Linked DNA regions of Hordeum vulgare: region 1 is linked to region 2. A link is a contact called in public Hi-C data. All regions are on one chromosome and are shown on one strand. Each heading gives the region's core, a stretch centred on a gene start, on an enhancer-like site or on the middle of the called end of the contact. The rest is flanking DNA. Distances are from core to core; before and after follow the strand shown.

The links. Hi-C and Micro-C count contacts between places; a contact is called where the count stands out from the background.
Region 1: a contact with region 2 is called in a Hi-C map of leaf, with 4 times the contacts expected there. The contact joins the promoter of LOC123411516 here to the enhancer-like site in region 2. A contact is called at or near these places in 2 of 6 Hi-C or Micro-C datasets (leaf and seedling) and 1 of 1 datasets of contacts at active chromatin or transcription factors (embryo).

The regions. Positions count from the first base shown.
Region 1 is chr7H:506,641,347-506,646,895 of MorexV3_pseudomolecules_assembly, forward strand. LOC123411516 (pathogen-associated molecular patterns-induced protein A70-like) reads right to left here and starts at 2,327. Exons shown (of 1, transcript XM_045104479.1): 1 at 1,277-2,327. The coding sequence starts at 2,280. The coding sequence ends at 1,555.
Region 2 is chr7H:506,237,482-506,243,295 of MorexV3_pseudomolecules_assembly, forward strand. No RefSeq gene overlaps it. Among protein-coding and RNA genes, the nearest start is that of LOC123409175, 47 kb to the right of the region's middle. Within about 2 kb of position 2,585, at least 1 of the 3 cell types and tissues checked has open chromatin away from gene starts, as enhancers often do. A contact at or near this core is called in leaf, where this site is marked.

The sequences.
Region 1 (5,549 bases), core at 1,077-3,576, 400 kb after region 2:
TTATAGCTCGCATGTGCACCACAAACTACACTAGGTAGGGAAACTGCAGAGAAGTACCAAACGACACACACACACACACACACATACACACACACAGCAGAGTTATAGTCCTTGTGACTTGACACATAGTTTAAAGATATACTCTAGTTCAAATTGTGCTGCAACTTGAGAAAAGTCCGAAAAGAACATGTAGAAGTGACTAGTAAGCAAAGGACTCGAGAAAACAAAAGCAGAAATGACCTGACTGGGCTACGCTCAACAGCCTCAAAACTCTACCGCTAACTACAGTTGTGCAATGTAAGTTCGAATCTCTGTAATTCGTGATGGAACGTGCGCTTTGAACTTCGGAGATTCACATGAACGGAGGCGCTCAGCTACAAGCAGGATGTACTGTTTCCGAGCATAGTTCCAAGCAGCAGCAGTACAGCACGCACGCACGCATCTGGACGGCGTCGACATCGCACCGAGGGTGGCGGGGTAGGGTCCCGGTCACTCAACGACCAGCTGCCACTAACCGAAGCATCACAGCCACACATATCCCAATCAACAATCAGGATTAACGCCACCACCTAACCGTATTACGATACCGCGGCAGTCCGCATCAGGGCGCCGACCGGGCGCTGCCAGGATCGCATTAAGGTAAGCGTAACCGGGCAGCAGGTGTCGCCAATGGACAGTAGATTAAGCCGAGCTGAGCGCCAGCCATGTGAACCCCCCAGACTGTACTGCCGAGCCGAGGCGGCTTAAATAAGGAGAAAGCGACCGAACACGACGGCCTAGGGTAGACCGGTCGTTGCAGGGGACACCTCTCCCCTAAGCTGAACCAGACGTGTGGTGCAGGTGGTGGCTGACGACGGAGATACTCCTAGTAGTAATACTCTATATATGTGTGATTAGCGAGTTAACCCCGGCCGTACCTTCCGGAGATATCGTGATTGCGTACAAGTACGATGCATATTCAGATAAACTTTTGCATGACACCGCCATGATTAGATGACGAGCAACACATGTCGTATGCAACGATAAGAAATCATTAAAAAAGAGCTACGGTGCCAGCCACCTGCACAAGAGTTCTTGGGTGACTACTACTAAGCACGCGTGCTCCTGGTCGCACGGAGGAATTCGGTGGTGATTTCGCGGTGCCAGAGATGATTGCCAGTGCTAACTAATGGATGCAAGGACCGAAAAGTCCTAGTAGAATCCTGCGAAAATGGGTTCAGTTCATCTGGCCACGGTTGCAGAACCAAACCAGAATGTGGTGAGAGATGGCACGAGATTTACAGACGATGATGATTGGCTGCCAATTTCTTTCGGAACGCATTCGCGGAGCTGCGATCCACAGGACCATATGGTTCCACTTCCACATTGCAGAGTTCTTTGATCCAAAACTAGAATATGTTACTAGCATCCAAGCAAGCAGGGGAAAGAAAAGGAAAAACCGAAACAGAAGGGGGGACGAAGGAAGAAACTACCGGCTCCTCTTCCTCCTCCCCGAATCTCTTGTCGTTCTTGCATCTAGCCCCCCTGACCTGAGTCTCTCCGTCCGGATTGGTTCTACTTCTCGGCGCCCGCCACGGCCGTCGCCTGGCCGCGGCGGAGAGTATCCCGGTAGCGCATGAAGGAGTCGATGCGCTGCAGCTTCAGTTGGTGGCGGAACTTGTTGATGAAGTCGTCGGCGCGCGCGTCCACCTCGCCGCCGGCCTCCTCGATCTCCTCCTCCGACACCGGCTCCTCCGGCTCCGCCGCCAGGGGGCGGCGGCGGTCCCCGTCCCTCGTCGTCGCGGGCCTGCGCGCCTCCACCACCTCGGTGTCCTCCTCGGCCACGAAGTGCGCGAACGCCGACTTGTCGCTGGCCGACTTGCGCAGCCGCGCCGGGAGCCGCGGCAGCTCGGCCTCGGCCGCCGCCTCCGACATGCTCCTCTCCATGTGCACGTGCTCGTGCTCACCCTGAGCCTGTGCCTCCATCTCGAGGGGCGGCAGGTGCTCGTCCGACTGCCCCAGATCCAGTACTTCGGTCACCGGGGCCTCCGGGGCGGGGGCGGTGAAGCGGGACATGTTGAACGACCGGAGCCGGTCGAGCGCCATTGACGGAACGCGGGACAGGCTCCTCCTCTCGCCGCCAGGCGCGGCCGCAGCCCCTTCTCCGCTCCCCGCCGGGGGCGCGGACTTGGAGGTGACGGCGATGGTACCGATGACGATGTTGAGCACGAGGAATAGCACCCACGGCGTGAACCACCCGTGCACGGTGCTCCACAGCGCAGGGATCGCCGCCTCCAGCATTGCGCCGCTTCTTCGCCGCCGAGTGGGGTTTGGGTTTTGGCGTTTTGGGGGGGGGGGGGGGGGGGGGGGGGGAGTGGGGAGAGGCGGAGGAAGTGGGAAGCGGTGGTGGGGAAGAGAAGAGAGTGGGGGTGCTGCTTATTTAAAGGTGGGAAGAAAGAGGTGGGGACGTTTCCCGCACATGGGATGGGAGGAGAGGCGGACAGTCGAAGGCCAGTTTTTTTTCCTTCTATAATCATTTCATTTGGCTGGAAAAAAATGGAGTTTTATGGTAAGAATTGCAATTTGTGTCTCCATGACTCTGCATGCCTTTGTTCATTACTCTATAATCATTTCATTTGGCTGAAAAAAGGAGTATCTATTTGGTCCTTCAGGAGACCTATGCAAATATTTGAGATAATTATCAGGGCACTCGACTTTTAAATCAGACACAACATTCGGACTAGTCAACTAGGTAGGGAGCCCACCGTCCAGCCTTGCATGCATACATTTCAAACCTGATTTCAACAAACTGAACGAATCACATGTAAATGAGATGATTTTCATCTAAACAGGAGCACATTCATTATATTTTCGACGTGTTTTATTAAAAAGCGACCGGACCTAACGATATCACATTCATCGCATGGTCTCTGTAGATTGGACCCTTCGCTAGTTAGTGCTTGTCGAGGAGGGAGTGGTTGTACTACTGCTCCTCCTGCGTTTGTGAGAACACCAACTAGAGCGGCTGTGTCGGTTGCTCCTCTATCATGGCGGTTTTGAAGTACGACTCCTCCATGGTCAAGTTGGAATGGACCGACAGGAGCTCCGGTGCTGGGTCGCCATTGAAGCCCGTCTCCATCGCGGGTTCATCTTCGGAGCGGGTCATCGTGGGAGACCTCCGGGTAGATGGACGACATGTCGGCCTCTATCCACCTGGCATGGTGGCTTTGCCAGCCAACAGCAAGGGCGGCCACCTCGGGCGTGTTTGGTTGGTTGCATATACCTCAGTCAGGCCCGCGCGGGAAGAAAAAGGCTCTTTTGGTTACCCGCGTTCAATGTTGGCCCTGCATAGCACGAAGATTAAAGCACCTCTAGGCCTGCATCTAGAGGAACGCTCAAATCGGTCGTTTTTGTGGAGCCAGACCCACGCGATGCAACCCTAGGCACGTGGGTGTGGCCGGTTGCACGCGTGGGTGCGGTCTCGAGATGTCGCGTTGTTTCCAGACGCATCGGTCAATAATTACCCTCACGCGTGGGTGCGGTCTCGAGCGATTTTCTGGCACTCCTAAGGAGGATGTCGCGTCCCATCTAAACACTTTCATAGAATTTTCTGATATGCAAAAGAAGAAAGATGTGGAAAATGATATTGTCAAATTGAAATTATTTTCGTTCTCTTTGCGTGATCGTGCTAAAAATCGGTTTTCATCTTTGCAACGAAATAGTATCGATTCTTGAAACAAGTGCAAAGATGCCTTTATCACAAATTATTTTCCTCCCGCAAAAATTATTTCTCTTACAAATCAGATTATGAATTTTGAACAACTTGAGCATGAGCATGTTGTCCAATCTTGGGAAAGAATGAAATTGTTGATAGGAAATTGCCCAACTCATGGTTTGAATTTGTGGATGATCATACAAAAAATTTATGCGGGATTAAATTTTGCTTCCAGAAATCTTTTAGATTCCGCCGCGGGTGGTACTTTTATGGAAATTACTTTGGGTTATGCTACTAAATTGCTTGATAATATTATGGCTAATTATTCACATTGACATACTGAAAGAGCTCCTACTAGTAAAAAAAGTTAATTCTATTGAAGAAATTGATGCTTTGAGAGATAAAGTTGATGCTCTTAAGAAATTGGTTGCTAGTAAGCATGCTTCTATGGATCCTAATGATGTGCCTTTATCTACTTTGATTGAGCAAAATAATGATCCCGTAGATGTGAATTTTGTCTCACGAGACAATTTTAATAATAATGCTTATATGCACAATTTTAATCATAGGTCATATCCTTGAAGTTATTCAAATAGTTATGGTTATTCCTATGTTAATTCTCATAATAATAATGCTAGGATAGTCTGTGATCTTGAGAGTAATATTAAGGAATTTATCAATGCGCAAAAATATTTCAATACTAGGATAGACGAAAAGTTGAATAAGATTGATGATATGTCTAGAAGGATTGATAGAATTTTGCATGATGTAGAAAATCTCAAGAATATTTTTTTCCTAAGGTTGATATTAATGAATCAATTAAAGCTTTATATGTTTCCATAGATGAAAGGAAGAAAAGAACCACTATGCTTCGGGCTAAAAGAGAATTTCAAGAAAGAGCGTTTCCCGATTGCTTTCATAAAGATGACAAAGAAATTAAAAATGATTGGTGTTTATTATATTGACTCCATGTTTAGTAATGTTAACATTAACGATGAGGTAACTAAATAAGATTTAACTTTAGCTAGAGGGTGTTCCCATGGTTTGGAGGGTGAAAGTCTTATTGAAAAAATTGATAAAAGTGAGATTGAAGAGGTCACAACTTTAGCTAATGATGGACCCACTATTTCGGATTGCAAAAACTTTGATTTTGATGGCTTCTCTTTGATTGAGTGTATTTCTATGTTGCAATCAATCATAAATTTACCCAATTCCTATGAACAAAATAAATCTTTCACTAAACATATCTGGGATGCGGTAATAAAAGCTTTGGAAGAAAAGTTAGAGCTAGAGATTTCAATTCTTAGAAAATTATATGATGAATGGGAATCCACCATTTATATGAAAATTAAGAATTTTGAGTGCTAGTATTTGTGTGATTTTGGTGCTAGTGTTTCCATAATTCTGAAATCTCTTTGTGATATGCTTGCTCTTACAAATATCGAAGAATGTTCTCTCAATTTGCACTTGGCGGATTCTACTATTAAAAAGCCTATGGGAAGAATTAATGATGTTCTTATTATTTCAAATAGGAATTATTTGCCCATAGATTTTATTGTTCTTGATATTGATTGTAATCCATCTTCTTCAATAATTCTTGGTAGACCGTTCTTGCGAACTATAGGGGCCGTGATTGATATGAAGGAAGGGAATATTAAACTTTCGTTTTCACTGAGAAAAGGCATGGAACACTTTCCTAGAACTAATATTAAATTACCATATGAATCAATCATGAGGGCAACTGATGGATCAATCACTAAGGATGACATCACTTAAAATTTATGATATATGCCTAGTTAGGGGCGTAAAACGATAGCACTTGTTGGGAGGCAACCCAATGAATAAAATTTATTTT
Region 2 (5,814 bases), core at 1,335-3,834:
GCAATACCGATGAACTTTTTTTCAATTAGATGAAATATTTTTGAAAATGGATGAACTTTTTCCAAAATCAATTGAGTTTTTTATTTTTGTTTTTTTATTTTTCTTCTTCGTGGTTTGATATTTTTTCTTTGATCCGTGAACTTTTCTAAAAATTGATGTACTTGTTATCATTTTAAAAAAAAATCCATGAATTTTTTCAATTTTAATGAACTTGATGACCTTTCGAAAAATTATGGATGAGCGTTTTTTAAAAACAATGAACATTTAAAAAACATAAACTTTTTTGAAAATTGATTAACTTTTTTGGTTTTTTCGTTTTTCTTCTTCATGCTTTGAGGATTTTTTTCTTAAATTCCTGATCTTTTCTTAAAATTGTTGAACGTTTTTCAAATTTGTGTATTTTTGAAAATCCATGAAGTTTTCAATTTTGATGGACTTTTTAAAAAAATTGACTACCTTTAAAAAATTATGGATGAGCGTTTTTCATTTTGATGACCTTTTTTCAAATCGATGATTGTTTTTCAAATTTGATGGACTTTTTCCAAATCTAGTGAACTTTATTCAGATTTGATGAACTTTTTAGAAAATTGATGAACTGTTTTTTGAAATTCATGATTTTTTTAAAATTAAGTGAAGCCTTTTTCATAAAATGAATCAACATTTTCCAAAATTTTCCAGATAATTCAAAAATCTAATAAATAGCATGGATACAATGGTTCTTAAATAATTTGCATTCCTATCAACACAATCGTTTAGCAGTTGTAGTGGTTAGCAGATCACTTCGTCCTTTGTAACGGCACAACGCGAGTTTAAGTCATTGGGGATGACTTTTTGCGTATTTTTTCCGTGAGACAATTTTACCAGCCTGCGGTTTGTGGACCAACCCATGAGGTAGGGCGCATGGGCGCCGGCTACCTTTTCCGATGCTTAAGGCGCCGAACTGGAACTCCCGGGATCGCTTCCGGGCGATTGTAAAAAAAATTACGTATCGGGCTGACTATACGGGGTAAAAATGGTCAAATCCGTATAGTGATTGTTTATGGGCCACACAGTTTTAAAGCGTTGCTAGGTATGTTCTAAACTAAACTATGGGAGCTCCTAGTTGGCGCCTTAAGCGCAGGCTAGGAGAACCAGCGCCCACACCCTGCAAAATGAGTGGCCCAGTTTCAGGGCTTATTTCTTTTATAAAAACCTAAAAAAGAAAAAAAAAGTTAACACAAAAAGTTCATAAAAGGCAAAACATGATTCACAAACGTTGAAAGAAAAGTTCACGAATTCGAAAAAAAATCACTGTGACCTAAAAAAAGTTCACAGATTTTGAAAATTAGTTCTTTAATTTGACAAAAGATTTGGAAAAGTTCGGTGAACTGAAAAAAAAGTTCACAAACCTTTAAAAAGTTCATCATTTTTGAAAAAAGTTCACCGAATTTCAAAAAAGTTCATCAAAATTTTAAAAAAGCAGCAATTTTTTTTAAAAGTTCATCGATATTTGGAAAGTTAATACAATTTTATTAAAAAATCGTAAAATTATAAAAAATGGTTCATTGATTTGGAAAAAAGTGTGTTCGTCTAAAAGAAGTTAATAAGAAAAAGCTGCGCTTTCTCCAAAAAATAAAAAATATATAAAAATAAAATGAAAATGAAAAGTAATAAAAAGAGTAAAGAAAAGAAAAACTACTCCTGGAAAATCCATCTAGGAAGCTTTTAGAAACTTCAGAAAACCGAAAAAATCTTCCATGACCGAACGTTACATGCGCCGGTTAAGAAAAATGGGCAATGCTCTGTGCCGGTTGCAAAAATTTTCATGCAGCAATTTTTCCTCGATGCAACAAATTTCGTTCATGATGCAGCAATTTCGTCAACGGTTGCAAAAAAAAGTTGTAACCAAAAAAAATATCTACGTGATCGTAGCAAAAAAACGAAGCTGATGATGCGTGGTAGCAAAACAAAAAAATGATTGTAGCAAAACAATCCGGTAAACTCGGGTTGTAACTCTGACGAACGTGTATGCAACTTTTTTAGTAAACGGCTGCAGCAAGAAATGATGCTGGTTGTAGCAAAAATTAACATGGTTGTAGCAAAAATTAAACGTCGGTTGTAGCAAAAAAAATCAAGAACTCGAGTTGCAACCAAACATGGATGCAACTTTTTTAATGAACAAGTTGCAACAAAATAGAAAAGGCTTGTAGCAAATTTAACCGCATTAAAAAAATGTTGCATGTGTGGGGTCAACGTTTCAAATTTATACATAGTTACAGCAAATCTGCACTAAAAAATGTCGTATGATTGCCGCCAGCGCACGAGCCGCGAGCGACCGGCCGAACGGTTCAGCCGACGCTTCGGCTGTAAGCATTTGCCAAAAAAATACACTTTAACCTACGCGTCCAGCCCTAAATAGGATTTGTCCTAAACTGTGGCCTCGTCCTCCTGAGACCTCAGTCTCCCCCGTCCCCGTCGCCGGGCGTCGCATCTCATCTCATCACCTGCTTGCTGGCGACGGCCGACGGGTGGTGGGCCGACGATCGAGTCCCTGTGCCGTCGCTTTCTCCCGCCTCCTGCCTCCCGCGCATGCAACGGCGACGTCCGGACGGACGTGAGCGTGTGCGCGAGGGAAAACGGGATCGCTGGCTCGCCGTATCGTGCCATGCCGACAAAGAGTGCGCTCGGTGCTGCCGAAAAGGAGAACGGGCATCCGTCTCACGTAGTCACGTATAACGGTATCAGGTCGCCTTTCTCTCCGCACGTCGTGAGGCATTGTATAGTCTGCATCAGCGTATGCCGTCGGGAAAGTAAAAAAGACAGTGGCTTTGCGTGGTAGACGTCAGACTGGTTGATCAACTTGCAACTGATTTTATGCCTTTTTCATTCATGCAGACGTGGGCTAGTCATGTTTTCTATTTTCACCTTCAATGCTTATAGCAGTTTTTTTTCCTTCTTGCCGAAGGCATTGCTTTGATTGCTCCGGCTGGATTCCGGCGAGAGCGACCAAGACGCTAACGCGTCATTTTCTTTCCGGAGCGTTGTTTTGAGAGAACATTTCAGTAATTCGAGTGGGATCAAGGATGGTTGATGATGCCCTTATTTGTTTGTTATGTGCTATTAGAGCATCTATAAACGGACTGGACGAATCCGTCCCTTTATACGTCTACGGACGCAGCCCCGGTCCTGAGATTTGTGAGGCTCGGGGCGAAACTAGAATACGGGACCCTTTAACACAATCATCAAGAAAATGAATATATAATATATAATGTTATAAATGAACAACTAATTGCATCAAAATGATATCCATGTTATGTTATTTGTAAATATTATTTAATGTTTTTAATTCTTAGATGCAAAGTCACCAATGATGTTGATATTTGTAGTAAAGAATAATCGATCACCAATTTTTAATATGAAATAAACTATTAAAAATATATGAATTAGTATTTATCTTTTTAGGATCAACTAATCGTTGATTCCATCTTACACAAAAGGGATTGCTCCAGCTAGAAAAAAAAGGACTGCTAATTGTGCTGAACCAGTAATTTTGAATTGGAGCTGACAGTGTGACCCACCTTTACGTTCGAGATAATTGATTGTTTTTTCTACAGGAAAAGTACAGGCACTGCCTTTTTTAGAAGAAGGCACTGCTAATCCAATTGTTTCAACTAGCCGAGTGTGGCCCATCGTCACTTTTTTAGAGCTCGCCCAACAGCTACCACACAAAGAACGACACATGCTGAAGAAAGAAAAAAGACCAAGGCCCAACGGCTAAAGGAAAAGAACGATTCAGCCTTCTTCCTCGAGGAGACAGATCTAACAGGTTATTGAGTTTCATGGCGGCTCCAAGCGATTCCCGATCTGATAGAGGTGCTCACTGCTGAGTGCTGACGCATACTTGGGCGGGCCCCCTGGTTTTGGGGGGCCCGGGGCGGCCGCCCCTCCCGCCCCCCCCTCAGGGCCGGCCCTGTACGGACGTGTTCGGGCATGTTCATAGACACACGTGGACGGTCCCTCATATTTTGCTTCTCGCATTCACTTATCTTATATCCGGATTTTTAAATCCATGCAAAGTCATGTTTGTTGATCACACAAACTAAATGTCACATCAAAACAATAAATATTGGTATCGAACATAAGTAGCGTTTACATCAAATTTATTTAAAGTGCACAATCAATCATCTCGTCTTTCATTTTCATCATGGATCCACATATGCTTCGTCAGATCATTGAGTAGTTGCGCATGCACGTGATGATCTTACAGATTCTGATGCATTTGGAGAAAGTTCATAAGCTGAACTACATCTTGATCTTTTGGAATTTCAACTTGTTCTTCAGGTGCTTCAAAAGCATTGGTTTGAGCTACATCATCATCCTCATCATCGATGATCATATTGTGCAAAATAACACAACATGTCATCAAATGCCACAAAGTTTCTGATTCCCACATCAATGTAGCCCGACAGACAATTTGTTAGGGAACGTTGCATGGAAAACAAAAATTAGCCTATGCACACGCAAGACCTATCATGATAATGATCATCTACGAGAGGGGAGATCGGATCCCCATACCCTAGTAGATCTCTAAGCGGGAAGCGTTAAGAAATGTGGTTGATGTAATCGAACGTCTTCGCGATCCAAATCGCAAGCGTCCCACGAACTCCGTCCCGATCTGGTACAGAACGGACGACACCTCCACGTTTAGCACACGTACAGCTCGATGACGATCTCCGCCTTCTTGATCCAGCAAGAGAGATGAAGAGGTAGCTGAATTCTCCGGCAGCACGACCACGTGGAGATGATGATGGTGGACCTACTCCGGCAGGGCTTCGCCGTGCCGTACCGAACTAGCTACGGGGTGTCAGGAAGTGGTGGAGGGAGAGAGGGTTGCACTATTGCTTGGGGTGCCAAAAGCCTCTCTCACCTCCACTATATATAGATGGGAGGGAGGGGTGGCGCCATAGGGAAAAATCTCTAGGGTTCAATCGGTGCGAGAGGAGAAGGAGGAGTCCTCCTCCAACACAACTTGCAAGGTGGAGTCCTCCTTCCCTAATTCGGTTTGCCCACCTCTCCTTTCCTTTTCTCCTTCTTCGACCGAAGTGGCCCTTCTTGGGCTAGCCACCAGCCCACTAAGGGCTGGTGCACCACCCTTGGGACTCTTTGGTTCTCTCCTAGGTGGGTGGCCTCTCCCGGTGGAACTCCGGAACCCATTCGTCACTCCCGGTACTTTACCGGTAATGCACGAAAACCTTTCGGAAGCCAAATGGATACTTCCTATATATCAATCTTCGTCTCCGGACCATTTCGGAAACCCTCATGACGTCCGGGATCTCATCCGAGACTCCGAACAACCTTTGGTTACCAACATCAATAATTCAACTACACCGAACCTTAAGTGTGCAGACCGTGCGGGTTTGAGAACTATGTAGAAATGACCGAGACACTCTCTGGTCAATATCCAATAGTGGGACCTGGGTTCCCATATTGGATCCTACATATTCTATGAAGATCTTATCGGTTGAACCTCTATGTCAAGGATCCAGTTAACAGAAATAATTTGCTACCCGTGGTGGTAGCTACAAACGGCCCCAAATTTTATCTCTAATTATTTTGTTAAATTATTTTGTACAATGAAAATTAACTCTATAATGAAATTATCATGAATTTGGAAAAGTCGGGCAAGCAAACACGAAATTATGTCAAATAGGCAAGCAAAAAATACTGAGAGAAGTGAGAAAACGTCATTTCTACACAATGGAAAGACACTTGTGTCAAAAAGGTAATAAAAAGACATTGAGAGGTGATAAAAAGTCATTTTTATCAACAACAATG